Linked DNA regions of Mus musculus: all the other regions are linked to region 2. The links are chromatin contacts, called in public HiChIP or PLAC-seq maps. All regions are on one chromosome and are shown on one strand. Each heading gives the region's core, a stretch centred on a gene start, on an enhancer-like site or on the middle of the called end of the contact. The rest is flanking DNA. Distances are from core to core; before and after follow the strand shown.

Evidence for each region. HiChIP or PLAC-seq counts read pairs in DNA pulled down with a chosen protein or histone mark.
Region 1: a contact with region 2 is called in an H3K27ac HiChIP or PLAC-seq map of epiblast stem cells, with 4 times the contacts expected there. The contact joins the promoter of Casd1 here to the enhancer-like site in region 2. A contact is called at or near these places in 4 of 39 promoter capture datasets (the 3T3-L1 cell line, HPC-7-derived erythroid cells, embryonic stem cells and 1 more), 1 of 484 Hi-C or Micro-C datasets (embryonic stem cells) and 3 of 115 datasets of contacts at active chromatin or transcription factors (embryonic stem cells, epiblast stem cells and large pre-B cells).
Region 3: a contact with region 2 is called in an H3K27ac HiChIP or PLAC-seq map of embryonic stem cells, with 5 times the contacts expected there. The contact joins the promoter of Peg10 here to the enhancer-like site in region 2. A contact is called at or near these places in 2 of 39 promoter capture datasets (cranial neural crest and hippocampal neurons) and 4 of 115 datasets of contacts at active chromatin or transcription factors (astrocytes, embryonic stem cells and forebrain).

The regions. Positions count from the first base shown.
Region 1 is chr6:4,598,106-4,602,462 of GRCm38.p6, reverse strand. Casd1 (CAS1 domain containing 1) reads right to left here and starts at 1,552. Exons shown (of 18, transcript NM_145398.4): 1 at 1,162-1,552. The coding sequence starts at 1,294.
Region 2 is chr6:3,558,118-3,562,709 of GRCm38.p6, reverse strand. Vps50 (VPS50 EARP/GARPII complex subunit) reads right to left here. Exons shown (of 28, transcript NM_024260.5): 17 at 352-442. It overlaps Gm52885 (predicted gene, 52885), which reads left to right. Exons shown (of 3, transcript NR_168043.1): 3 at 341-577. Among named protein-coding and RNA genes, the nearest start is that of Gm52885, 10 kb to the left of the region's middle. Within about 2 kb of position 2,454, at least 23 of the 459 cell types and tissues checked have an H3K27ac peak or open chromatin away from gene starts, as enhancers often do. A contact at or near this core is called in embryonic stem cells and epiblast stem cells, where this site is marked.
Region 3 is chr6:4,746,051-4,750,854 of GRCm38.p6, reverse strand. Peg10 (paternally expressed 10) reads right to left here and starts at 3,549. Exons shown (of 2, transcript NM_130877.2): 1 at 3,277-3,549. It overlaps Sgce (sarcoglycan, epsilon), which reads left to right and starts at 3,651. Exons shown (of 11, transcript NM_011360.3): 1 at 3,651-3,875. The coding sequence starts at 3,767.

The DNA of each region.
Region 1 (4,357 bases), core at 303-2,802, 1.0 Mb before region 2:
CTGGAGAATTAGCCATAAGGATCTTTTTTAATTCAATTAAGCTATTTGTAAGATAATATATTTAAAAGATACAGCTATGATACTAAAGTTTAAGATCTGGAAAACTCAAGAGTAGGTAGAAACAAACCATCAAGTTTGACCAAAATGGCCTCCACTTTGAGAGATCATGTGAAATGGGAATACAGCCGAGACTCTAGTACTCTCGTGACTGGGCTGTACAGTATAAATGGGCCCAGCGCTAATGTGCACGTGGCTGTCACATTTGTCTAATTATCTCACAGTCACCAAGAGCTGTCCATATAATGACTTTTAGGATACCAAAGGTCAAAACCAAAAGATCCTATCATTATAATTTCCCTCCTACTGTCAGTGACTGTCCTGGTGGCATTTATCGTAAGGAAAGGGGAAAAAAAATCAATCAAAAAAACAAGCAAATATCCCTTGACAACTGAAGGATAATTCCTTCTGAGAAGAGTTCATTGGTTCCTTTCCAGCTTTCCACCAGTATGTAAACCCATATTGAAGGCCAGCTTTCAAAAGGCTTAACTATTTGCTTCGCCCGCTCACGTCTAGTCCGGTCAACTCCTTAACTCCTTTAAGAAACAAACAAAAACCAAAATCCTGCCTCAGTGTCTTTATTTGTAAAAACAAAAACAAAAACTGTGCAACCCAAACTCTTGAAAAGTGTTTGAAAGGCTGGTGGCACCTCCTCCACGGGAGGGAGGTGGGCCATGGGCATCTTTAGCCACACTGGCCCTTTTGGCAAAAGTAAGCAGGGCGGCCCAAGCCGCTGTCCAACCGTTGGGCCCTGAAGTGGCAGGGCAGGAGGCAGACCCCACGGGCGCACCGTGTGCGACCCCAGCATCCGGGAGGCGGTGCCGCCAGGGCTGCCCCCGGGGGCCCCTGGTTCGACCTCCTGCACCGGGGCGCGGGGCCGGGCGCGCCTCCGGAGCCCCGCTCCAGCAGGAGGTGGCCCCGAGAGCGGGAGGCTGGGGGCAGGGGCCCGCAGGGGTCGGCCCGGGCACGTGGGGCGCCGCGGGGCCGCGGGAGGCCGCCGGCGCGTGGGCGTGCTGCGGCGGGGGGCGGCCTCCCGCGCTCGGGGCCGCGGCGCCGCCTCCCCCCGGGCCGAGCCGGCCCGGGCCGGGGGGAGGGCCGGCTCACCTCGGTAGCGGCGGGACGCGAGGTGGCACGCTGCGAGCAGCAGCACGGCCACCAGCGCCAGCACCTTGGCGCTCCTCACGCTGAAGTAGTGGTTGATCTCCCGCTTGCCCAGGTTGTAGGCCAGAGCCGCCATCTTGGTTCCTCCATGACAACAGTGCGCGGCGGAGCGGGGAAGGGGCGCCGCGCAGGGGCAGCACTGGGGCGGCGGGCGCCGTAGCCAGCCGAGAAGCGGCCGCCAGCTCCCTTGCCCGTCGCCCGAACCGCGGGCCGAGGGGTCCGAGCCTGCGGCCTCCGTGCCGCCGGCCTTCCCCGTGCCCTCGTCGGCCTCCCCCCAACCCCGCCGCCGTTGCTCAGCCGTGCCGGTGCCCCAGGCGCCCTGGCCGCCTGTCTCCTCCCCTTCCTCCTCCCTGGTAGCCTCCTGCCTTAATAGCGGCTGCGCCTGTGACGGGGGTCCGGATGCCCGGGGCTCCGGGGTCACCGGGCCCAGACGGGCCTCCGGGGTCACCGGGTCACTGGCGGCAGCGGGCGGCGACGGCTGCACAGGCATGGTGACTGTATGGGTGTTGGGGGGGCAGAGGGCCAGGGCCTGCAGCCCGGCCCAGATGTCAGCTCCGGGGCTATGCCCAAGTGGACTGGCAGCTACCTGAGCCCAGGTTAGGGCAATAGAACTACTGTTCCGGGAAAAAAAAGTACACTCCCTGCTTCCCCCATCACACCCTTTCTGGACTTTCTACTCTCTGCTCTCCCACGGTCGTGGGGCCTTAACGGCAGGCCACCCACGACCTGTCTGGCAAGTTCCTCTGCACCTAAGATGCTGGCCAGGTGTTGGGGTGGCTGTAAATCCGAACACCCAACTCAAGTGTAAGGCCCATGTTCACCGTTTAATACTCAACTGCCCAATGTGCTGTTTGTCCAGTTGCAGTGGGTGTAGATGCATCCTGTACAGTGTGTCTAAGTTGGTGTGGATGTCAGTATAAGAGCCCCTTTCTCCTTTATGTTTACACAATATCTTTGTTGACACTAAGGTTGGCCAGGGTAGCAGATTGGTTGCCTGTGGCAATCCTTAAACTTGGTTAATGTTTTGTGATTATCAATAGACCCAGCACTCTGTGTGTCCTTTGAAAAGCATTCTTATTCATACCCTTGGTCTTGAGTTGCCTTGTAGACAAGAATGGCTATTTGCATGTTGTGGTTAGAACAAGTAAGTCATTGTTGAGTTGGAGGTGTTGGCAAGTCTTCTTTACAACTTTTAGCCAACCCCAACCTTGTGCTTCCAGACCCTTCTCAACATTCTCGAATGTTAGAGAAAAGGGACTTAGAGATCCTGTCGAGTCACTCCCATCCTCTCCACTGAAGGATTTTTAAAATTATGTTTCCAGCCACAATCATCATATGATGATGAAAGATTCTTGTCGCTTAAATGAAATCACATACATCACTGTCATAGATATAATGCTAATAAGCAATAAAGTTAAATAAGTGTACAAACACTTAGGCACTGTTCCCTGCAAGTGGTCGCTTAATTTTGGCTCTTTCTTCTGATCTGAGGCTGATCACATGCTGGCAGAATTGAATCAGATACGACAACAACCAGATAACTGGGCTAACAATATGTGGCCTGCCAATCACATCCTAGACACATACTATGATGTCATCAACACCAAATTAGAATTTCTGATCCACCTTCAATAACCAGAGCTAACCCCCAGGGTTGGCCTAATGCTAGCCAAAAATAAAGAAACCTGACGTTGTACTTAGTTGTGCTTCCCAGAAGGCTTTCTGAGATACTGGGAAAATCTGGGAACCCCTTTGTCCTTTCCTCTGTGTTAAAGTTAACCCCTCTACCTATTTCTGCTTTTCCTGGTAGATATCTCCACATAAGATGGCCCTTTCCTGTGGCATCTATAAATGGTCCCTCTCTTAGCTGATGCCTTTCCACTGATAAATGTCCCTTTTTAATTAAAACCACCACTAGATTCTGTGTTCCAAGTTATTTGCTTCTTTGTTTCTTTTAGAAGGAGTAGCTACTTGAAATTTTCACTTGCTTGGTTCCCATTCTGTCCTGAAGAACTGAATGGTTCTTTGCTGGTGGTATGGGTATTTCTTGTTAAATCCAAAGGACTCTCCTCTTTCTCTCTCTCCCTCTCCGGCCCTCTTCCCCCCTCCCCCTCCCCTCCCCCTCCCTCTCTCCCTCTCTCCCTCTCTGCCTCTCTGCCTCTCTCCCTCTCTCCCTCTCTTCTCCCTCTCTCTCTCTCCCCCTCTTCTCCCTCTCCCTCTTCTCCCTCTCTGCCTCTCTCCCTCTCTCCCTCTCCTCTCCCTCTCTCCCCCTCTCTCTCCCTCTCTCTCCCTCTCCCTCTCTTTGTCCCTCTCTTTCTCTTTACCTTCTTTACTTTCTGATATTTTTTGTAGGTTCAAATGCTGTTGAATTTTCTGTTATTTGGTGTTTGTCTATCAAGTTTTTTTCCTTCTCTAGTCTTGTTTTTTGCCTCTTCTTCAGAGCACTAGCCAGGTGCCAGTTATCAGGCTGCTTCTAGTGGTTCCTGGCAGAGCCATCCTCACCATCAGATAGGTCCCCGTCCTCTTTAAGGGATCAGTTACCTTCTGTACACACACACACACACACACACACACACACACAACTGTGTCAGGCCATATTCATGTGTTTATACTGTACCTATAGAGCTACCCTCTGCTTCTCCCCAGTAGGACAGTTTTTGGTTAGCAATTGTTGGCATTTCAGATTTCAAATTATCTGTGGTCTTTTGCTATCTACGTCTAACCTACAAATCTCAACTTTATACATGATTATCCAAGCCAATGTTTACACTGTCTTCAGTCTCTTCTAAATAGTTCTCAAGTCTATTGCTCACCCCTCCCTCCATCTCCTAGAGTTTGCTTTAGTTAAATGTATCTTTTCTTGCTGAAAGCTAAAATCATGAAATTAATAGTCTCCTGCTTATTTGTCTAACCCTAAGGGATCTAGAATGTTTAATTCATAGCAAGTTACTGCTTTTCTAATAACATTAAGGAGGAGGGAGAAGAAGAGAGAATGTGTGTGATGTTTCAACTGTATATAACTTTAAACCAAATTACCAAAGCGTGCTCATGCTCTCTCTCTCTCTCTCCATTCCCTTTTCCCGAAGATGTCACTTGTGTCTGTGCCCATGTCCCTCGAACAATTTGCCAACTGCTTCCT
Region 2 (4,592 bases), core at 1,205-3,704:
CATTTTTATCACATGGTACCAAGATATAGCCAATTCATTCTCTGAAAAAAATTATATAAAGCAGTGGATTCTCTTCTTAAGTCAAAAGAAAATCCACTGTACTTGTCACTGTCCAAAACAGTGCTTACTGAAGCATGTAAAATAAGCTTTGGAAAGAAGGGAGTTTTACAGGCCAATCAGTGGATAATTCCTACAAAAGGGCCTGCTAGGAATGCCTTTCATGGATTGAAGCTTGGCACTGTTCTTTACTTTGGTTGCTTTATAAATGCTCTCACATAAGTTTCTGCTACTAAGACAAAAGCTCAAATAGTAACTAAAAGACACATTTCTTTGTTCACAGGAAAAACTTACATGAAGCTGCAAGATGCTAAAATTTGACTTAACAGGGCAAAGCTCCCATGTCTCATTCTCTAAGAACATTCTCAGTTCATCAAGTCGTATCCTGAGGAAAAGAAAATGAACAGTCGAAAGGAAGAAAGGGGCAGGGAACGCATAAACTCAGGAAACAAAATTATCATCATCATAATCACAACTCATTCAGATTAGCACAATAAACTACACACGCTGGCTTCTGTTAGCTCTCCTATGTTCCTTAAGAAAAAACAAAATATGTCAAATGTTTACTAAGCTAAATATTTTTAACACAGTGTAAAAATGAGGTGAGAAATATAATTATTAAGGACCCGATATAAAACCTGTCACTAACTCATGCACTTAAATTTGTCTTAACTAATCAGGCACCAATGCCAAAATAGAGAAACAACTAGCGGGTTATACAAATACAAGTATTTATTCATTAGTGTATCATAAATATGTCAAGTGTCCGACTACTAAGCAAAAATAGCAAGGTAACCATCATTCTGCACAGCTCTTTGACTTAGTGCCCAGCACCACAATGCACTTAACACTTGGCGGGTCAGCACTTACACTCCAGATACTCCATTAACCGCACACAGTACAGTACACTCAGTCGAGATACTCCAGTAATCGCTCACATCAGACTCTCCACTAACTGCACACAGTACACTCACAGTCAAGATACTCCACTAAAGGCCCACATTAGATTCTCCAGAAACCGCCCACATCAGATACCCAACTAAGGGCCCAGAGTACACTCACACTCTGGATACTCCACTAACTGCCCACATTTCATGGACGTTTTTTATACTACTGGTCTCACTTTATGTCTTAAGTCATCATGACATTATATAGGAAGATGCAGAGAAACAAAACTTTATTTCTATTTGAATAAAAGGCCAGTATTTCATTAGCTGTTGCTACCATGCTAAAACAAAATCTAGACTTTTTAAGAAACCAAGATTTGAAGATGAAGAGAAAACAGATGGACCTAAAAGAGGAACAGCTCTAAATATTGGGATTAACTGAGCAAGGACTACAGCTGATCAATATTCTCAACAAAGTTATAGGCTACAAAATAAACACTTAAAAAATTAGTGGCTATCATATATATATGAATTACAAAAACACTGAGAAAGAATCAAGGACAGAACGGTGAAATTTACTATCTCCATCCCCCTGAAATTTTGTAATACACATAACCAAGCAGTGAACAATACTTTGTACAATGAAAAAAGTTAAGATGATGAACAAAGGAGCTGAAAACATCCCAGATGATGGAAGGATGCTCCATGCCCACGGCTTAAGAGAATTAATATTGTGAAAATGGTCATCCTATCAAAAGTAATTGACAGGTTCAACAGAACCCTATGAAAATTCCAACGAAATTTTTCACAGAAATTGAAACAAATCTTAAATTTCATATGGAAACACAAAAGAGCCAGGAACTGGCTCTGTTGGAGGTATCATCACTACCAACTTCAAGTTATGTATTTCAAATAGTTTCAATGATAACAAAAAGGCCAGACATCATGTTAGATATATGCCTGTAGCTATACCACTCACAAGGCTGAAGCAGAAGAATTATCAATCCTAGGTCCTGCGCTGCCTGAGTAACATAGACTTTATTTGAATAAATACAATCATTTTTAAAGCCAAGAAACAAATAGACACTTGAGAACTGAAAGGAAGATTTCAGTTAAAGCCTGACTGGGAAAAGCTTTAGACATACTTCCGCACAGAAGATATACAAAGAGCTAATAAGCACACATAAAGCTAGCAGCATCTTTATTCATTAAGGAAATGCATATTGAAGCCACAACAAAATACCACTTACATCTACTAGGACAGTTACAAACAAAAAGAGAGAAAGCTAAGCAAGTGCGTGGAAAAGCTAGAAGCCCCATACAATACCACTACAAATGTAAGACAGTGGTGACTAATGGGTTAGAAAACAGTTCCACCGTTTCTCAAAATGTTAAAGTCACCACAGAACCAAATGTTAAACATTGCTACCACAGAAGGAAGCAATTTCTGTCTGCAGGCTAGTTCCCTGCGCAAATCACCACAAACTGAGTGCCTTAAAGCTCTGGCGGCAGGAAGTAAAACATGGCAGCAGTCTGCACTGTTACACACACAGACTGGTGTAGGGGAACCTAGAGAGCTGTTCTTGCTCCAACTGGCCGCAGCACTCCCTGCAGCCTCCTGGCCACAGCACTCCCTGCAGCCTCCTGGCCACAGCACTCCCTGCAGCCTCCTGGCTGCAGCACTCCCTGCCTTGCCCTTCACACTGCTTTTCCACGCAGACAAACTTGTCTTGTGTCTCAGTGAAATCTCTGCCACTGCCTTCCTCTTAACTTGTGATGGTATTTAGTGCCTCCCAGATAATAAGGTGTCTTTGCTATCATGACACATGTTGAAAAAAGGATTGGTGCTGAAGCTTGAACACTTTTTCTGTGTTTATGAAGTACAATTTGGTGGAAAAAAAACAGGCATATAATAGAGCCTGTCTCGAGTAATTTTAGTCAATACAGGTGTGCACACTGGTACTGTTGCTGAGCTGCCTGTCAAGTTAATCTTGCCTTTGAAGGAACTGCTCCCAAGTGGCTTTTGTGAACACTTTCTAAGTGACAACCATTAGAAATGTTATACTCAATAAATAAACTACAAAGGTCTAGGTTTTGGTTTAAACATTAGGGGAAAAATCCGCAACAACCACTTTTTGCTGTTTCACCTGTGATAGTCTTTGTTACATAAAATGTAGCAAGAAGAAAGGATAACTGGGAAAGCAACAGTTATGGAGGCCAGTCCCAGCCACCTCACTTTACAACTGGTCCAGTCACAGCCCTGAGAGGTTGCACAGCTGCCCACTACCTGAGAGTTGGCACACTACAGGGCAAGAACCTGAGCCTCTTCTCTCCAGTTCTGACAACACAGTATAGCCTCATCAAAGAAAAGCAGGCTCTGCACATGCGCCTAAGAAGCCCTGAAACTATGAAGAATTGTGTGGAATTTTGATGGGGATTGCATTGAATCTGTAGATTGTTTTTGGCAAGATGGCCATTTTTACTATATTAGTTCTGCCAATTCATGAGCATGGGAGATCTTTCCATCTTCTAAGGTCTTTAATTTCTTTCTTCAGAGACTTGAAGTTCTTGTCATACAGATCTTTCACTTCCTCAGTTAAGAGTTCCACCAAGATATTTTATATTATTTGTGACTATTGTGAAGGGTGTTGTTTCCCTAATTTCTTTCTCAGCCTGTTTATCCTTTGAGTAGAGGAAGGCTACTGATTTGATTTAATTTTAAATCCAGCCACTTTGCTGAAGTTGTTTATCAGGTATAGGAGTTCTCTGGTGGAATTTCTGGGGTCACTTAAGTATATGATCATATCATCTGCAAATAGTGATATTTTGACTTCTTCCTTTCCAATTTGTATTCCCTTGATCTCCTTTTGTTGTCTAATTGCTCTAGCTAGAACTCCGAGTACTATATTAAATAGATAGGGAGAGAGTGGGCAGCCTTGTCTAGTCCCTGATTTAGGTGGGATTGCTTCAAGTCTCTCTTCATTTAGTTTGATGCTGGCTACTGGTTTGCTGTATACTGCTGTTACTATGTCTAGGTGTGGGCTTGAATTCCTGATCTTTCCAAGACTTTTAACTTGAAGGGGTGCTGAATTTTTAAATGCTTTTTCAGCATCTAATGAAATGATCATGTGGTTTTTTTTTCTTTGAGTTTATTTATAGAGTGCATTTCCATATTCTGAAGCATCCCTGCATCCCTGGCATGAAGCCTACTTGATCGTGGTGAATGATCGTTTTGATGTGTTCTTGGATTCAGTTGGCAAGAATTTTATTGAATATTTTTGCATCAATGATCATAAGGGAGATTGGTCTGAAGTTCTCTTTCTTTGTTGGGTCTTTGTATGGTGTAAGTATAAGCATAATTGTGGCTCCACAGAATGAGCAATTTACAAATTCATTTGGAATTAAAAAAAAAAAAAACCCAGGATAGTGAAAACTATTCTCAACAATAAAAGAACGTCTGGGGAAAATCACCATCCCTGATTTTCCATCCCTGATGGAGGGGAAGGGGAAGGGGGAAGGGGGAGGAAGAAGGGGAAAGGAGAAGGGGAAGGAAGAAGGGGAAGGAAGAAGGGGAGGAAGAAGGGGAAGGAAGAAGGGGAAGGGGGGAGGAAGAAGGGGAAGGAAGAAGGAGAAGAAGGGGAAGGGAGA
Region 3 (4,804 bases), core at 2,300-4,799, 1.2 Mb before region 2:
GTCTCATTATGAAATGAAACACCATTAAGGAACTTTTAGTTGCTTTGAAATTTTATATATCTCATTTTCTTAATATTATGTGAATTATCTGTGAAATGTAATTTGCATATATTTTCCAATGTTTTGAATCTCTTTAATATGCAGATAAAATTCCCAAAGCAAAGCATGCATTTCAAGCTGTAATTATAAGCATATATTTCCCACAGATAGTTATACACTAGGGAGGGGCACTAGGAAGGCAGGAGATTGGGGGAGCAAAAGCCCCCTATTTCTCTCTTTAACAAAACTCTGGCTCATAGTAAATAATATGGAACCAGATTTTTTTTTTTTAATTTCTTCATTAATTTAGAAACATTTCTATTTGGCTTCTCTGTAAATTACACAGATGTTTAATTAAGCCAGTTGTAACCATTTCTGTCCTGCAATGTAACCACCCTGTTATATCACATGAATTTGAAATGTCAATATGTAGCATTAATAACCCACTTGCCCCAAATTTAAATTAGCTTTTTATGAAAAAAGCTAATTACTTGGGACACCAAATAATTAGCTTTTTATGAAAAAAGCTAATTACTTGGGATAACAAATAATTAGCTTTTTATGAAAAAAGCTAGTTATTTGGAATATAATTTAGTTGGTTCATATTATAATTACAGCTTACAATACTGAAGTTCAAAACCATACTTTTTTAAAAAGAAACTTTTAAATGTGTTTTCAAAAGGGCCAGCAACTCAACTCAGGACAGCAAAGCTCCTTAAGAAAAAGGAACAAAATTTCAAAAAACTTGAAGTCCCGCAGCAAGACAATGAATAATTAATTTATTCTGGCCATTTAACACACATTTAATAAATCCTTACTATGTGCCAAGCACACTTTACTATATGTAGGCAGGTCAGCCAGGGCTAATCACCTAGAATGTTTAAGAAATAACAAAAACAACAACAACAACAATGACAAACCTTTTCTATTCTAACAAACATCTCTCTCAGAAGCCAAGCCATGACACTAAAGCCCCTGAAAACTCCTAAGAAACACAGTGCTAGTCACCTCTGGCTTTGTATTTTCCAAAGCATTTAATTCCAGGAAGTCCAATGGTGTCTTGATCAAATAATTAAATATGAAAATATTTTTAAATTTAATTTTTAATTTAAAATAAGTAATTGCCTTCATTGCTTCAAGGCATCAGTTAGGCCTTTTTAAAAGTTCCCATATCCCCCACTATCAGGAGTTTTAATTGTGGGATCTTTTTATTTAATAATGCAATGCACTTATTAAAAGTGCTTATGCATGTTAGGTATACTTATTATTATTGTTGTTAATTATTCTTATTATTCTTCTATTTACTAGACACCTGTGGACAAAAAATAAAACCGCGCAACAGAGAAACCGCAGGGAGGCGGGGCTGTGCAGCCAGGCTCAGACAGGCAGAGGCGCACATGCGCACTGGAGGCAAACCTGAAGGGAGGGGTTGCAGCCCGCATTGCGCAGGCGCAAGCAGGCTGGGGGAAGGCGGGGCTCTGGGCCACCTTGGAGGAGCTCTGGGAGGAGCTGAACAGTAAGAGAGGCGGGGCCTTGGGGGCGGGGGCTAGGCAGGCCACCTCAGAGGAGGCGGGCCTTGGGGGTGGGGACCAGGTAGGCTGGCTCTAAGGCGTCAGCACTTGGGAGGTTGGGCCTGTGGAAGCATGTTCTGGAAAAGCGCGCGACAGGCGAGGCGCGCGGCCTCTCTGCAGATGAGGCAAGGCTAGATGGGCGGGGCAGGTCTGAGACTGGCTACAACAGGGCTGCAGAATGACTGCATGCCTCCCCCCGCCCCCCTACCTCCCCAGACCCCTCCCACCAGCTCCCAACCACCAGATCCCTTCCGTGCAGCAAGAGTGAATCCCCCACCTCCCACCGTCCCATCATCTCCCACCTCCCATCATCTCCCACCTCCCATCATCTCCCACCTCCCACCTTGGCTTCGTGCCCACCCAGAAAACCGGACAGTTTCCACAAACTGTTGCTGGACACCCATTCGTGTCCCCAAGTCCAGTGCACCGTCACCGTCACCTCAATCAATCACCACTAGACAAGGCAGGCCATTCCGCCATCTCCAAAATCCAGCACCCCTCCACTCCACTGCCATAAGCAGGAGTTACGTGGGCAGAATGTTAAAACCAATTTTGGCCTCCCAGGGCTCCATTTTGTTTACCACCAGCACCACCACCATCATGCAGATAGCCGTCCGACAGGAAAACGGAGCCAGTTTTGACCCGAAAGGTGAACTGTGTTGTCCCCTCACCAAGGAGAGATACGTTCTCTCGTCTTCCCAACGCTACTTTCTGTGTCACTTAAGAGGCTGCAGGTCTTATGCCTGTGCCGCAGTTTGTAGCGCATTTTCTAAATTCACTCTTGTTGCGCTTTTGCGTTTGGTTACTCTCCTGCAGCTTTCCAAATTGAATACGTGAAACACGAATCGGTTTTGGGTATCACCGTAGTTCGGGCTGGTTTGTGGCGCATGAAGCGCCCCGTTCGCCCCGTTCACAGGTTCGCCTGTTCGCCCGTTTCATTTGCTCGTTCGTACGCTGAAGCGCATGAAGCGCCCATTAGTACAGTGAAGCGCATGGCGCGCCCATTAGTACAGCGAAGCGCATTAAGCGCTCATTAGTACATCGTAGCACATGAAGCGCCCATTAGTACAGCGAAGCGCATGAAGCGCCCATCAGTTCGTAGCGTGTGAAGTGCCTATGAGTATTTTGTAGCGCATGAAGCGCCTATGAGTATTTTGTAGCGCATGAAGCGCCTATGAGTATTTTGTAGCGCATGAAGCGCCTATGAGTATTTTGTAGCGCATGAAGCGCCTATTAGGATTTTGTAGCGCATGAAGCGCCCGTTAGTTTATCACAGCGCAAGACGCGGCCGTCTGCAGTGCAATCCGTTCGTAGCGCGGCACTTAAGAGTGCAGAGCCAGTCACTTTGCAGCGTATTTGGGGAGCTCATCACAATTCGGTCAGTAGCTCATGTGCGTCTGCAGCTCATCGCTGTCCGCAGCTCATGTGTCTACCGACCATTTCTGGACGCGAGTCGTGGAAACCGAATTCGCGGACCCGAAGCCGTGAAGACTTGCTTTCCACGCTCTCGTCTCAGGATCTGGCCACTGAAGGCTTGACAAAATTTGCGAGGAGATATTTTGGGGGGCGCTACTTTTATCTCCCGCAGCTCCCGATGTAAAACGGGGATTGCGTGTGACCGTTTTCTTGGAGTTAAAAAAAAAAAAAAAATCCTAACCATACTCACCACACGAGGATTCCTCTGCGATGCCACGAAGGATGAGGGGTCCCGCGACGGCCCGGTCCACTGGGTGACCGCGGTCCGGAGAAGGCTCCGGACCGCAGCCCGCGCAGCAGACCTAGGCGAGGCTCGGTGGACCTTCTCGGTTGGCTGCTCTCCCCAGGTCGTAGTTGGTCAGGATTCTTCGACACACACCAACTCAAGTTGGAAACGCGTGTATCGGGAGTCCGGACTGCTTGCCTTATATAGAGAGATCCTAGGAGGGGGGGCGCCAAATCCCAGCGTGCTTCGCGAGCAGCGGGGGCGGAGGGGGGCGCGTGGGCGGGCGCCTTGGGGGATGGGGTGGGGGCGCGGCATGCACTGCTTTGGCCCGCCGCTAGGGGCAGCATGGGCTCAGGAAGGGGGGGTGCGCGATGCTGAACTGGCCAAGCTGGGAGGAAAAAAAGAAAGGGAGGGGAGGGGAGGATCGAGGACGGTTGGCTTAGGCAGGCCAAGAATGCTATTATTCTGGTGGTGGGAGCTGGGAGACCCTTGTGCTTGGACGGGAAAGGGTCGGGGGACACTCAAGATGAGCCCCGCGACCACTGGCACATTCTTACTGACAGGTTAGTGGCCTGCGCGCGACATGGAGGTTCAGGGGCCCACAGGCCGCCGCCTCACACTCCCCCACTCGGGTTCCGGGGTACCAGGGCGTGCCCAAAGGGTGCTAGTCCCGCTCTATGCCCAATGCCTCCCCCTCACAGCACCCCTCTTTCAGGACACCCTGCAGCCCACCTTTTGGGCCAAGTGGGTCCCTCCCCAGGCTTGACCCCTGGCCTTCTCTTTCTCTCTGCACCCCCACGGCCCCTCCCTGTCCAGCAGGGCAGGAATTCAGCTCCAGTTTCCATTAAGAAGGGCGCCCCTCCTCGCCCCCCCAGCCTAGTGGTGGACATCTTCTGATCCCTGAAACAGACTTGGGGGGTCGTTGCCCCTCGGGGTGGGGATGGGGGTTTTATCCCACAATTGAGACTCCCTGGCCTAGATGTGAACCAAAGGACATGTCTGGCCAGCTGCTTTCTCTCTTACACAAAGATGTACATCTTTTCTCATTTTCTGGGATCTGGTTGAGAGAGAAAAAGACCACCAAAATGTGACATTTAAAAGATCGAAGCCCCCCCCCCCCCGCGCGCTTTTTTTTTTTTTTTTTTTTTAAAGCATATTTCCTGGTGGCGCGAACCTGATTTTTCCTTAGGTTTTACCGAACACGGAAGCAGGATCATGAAATTCTGGGAGCCAAACGGCGGTGTGCAGGTCAGGGTCAACCATGGCTGGGGGCCAGAGATGCTGCAAACAGCACCCATTGCCCTACTAAATACGTTACGAAGGGAAAGCAAGAACAATTGAAAACAGCTGTGGATGCTTCCAATGTTCTTGGCGGGCTTTGGAAGCCTTCAGCTACGGACTTTGTGAGGTTTACACGGAGACCTCAGCTTCCCCCCCCACCCCGCGCCGTTTTATGTTTCTAAATCTTGTGGGTGAATGAATGTTTTGGGGA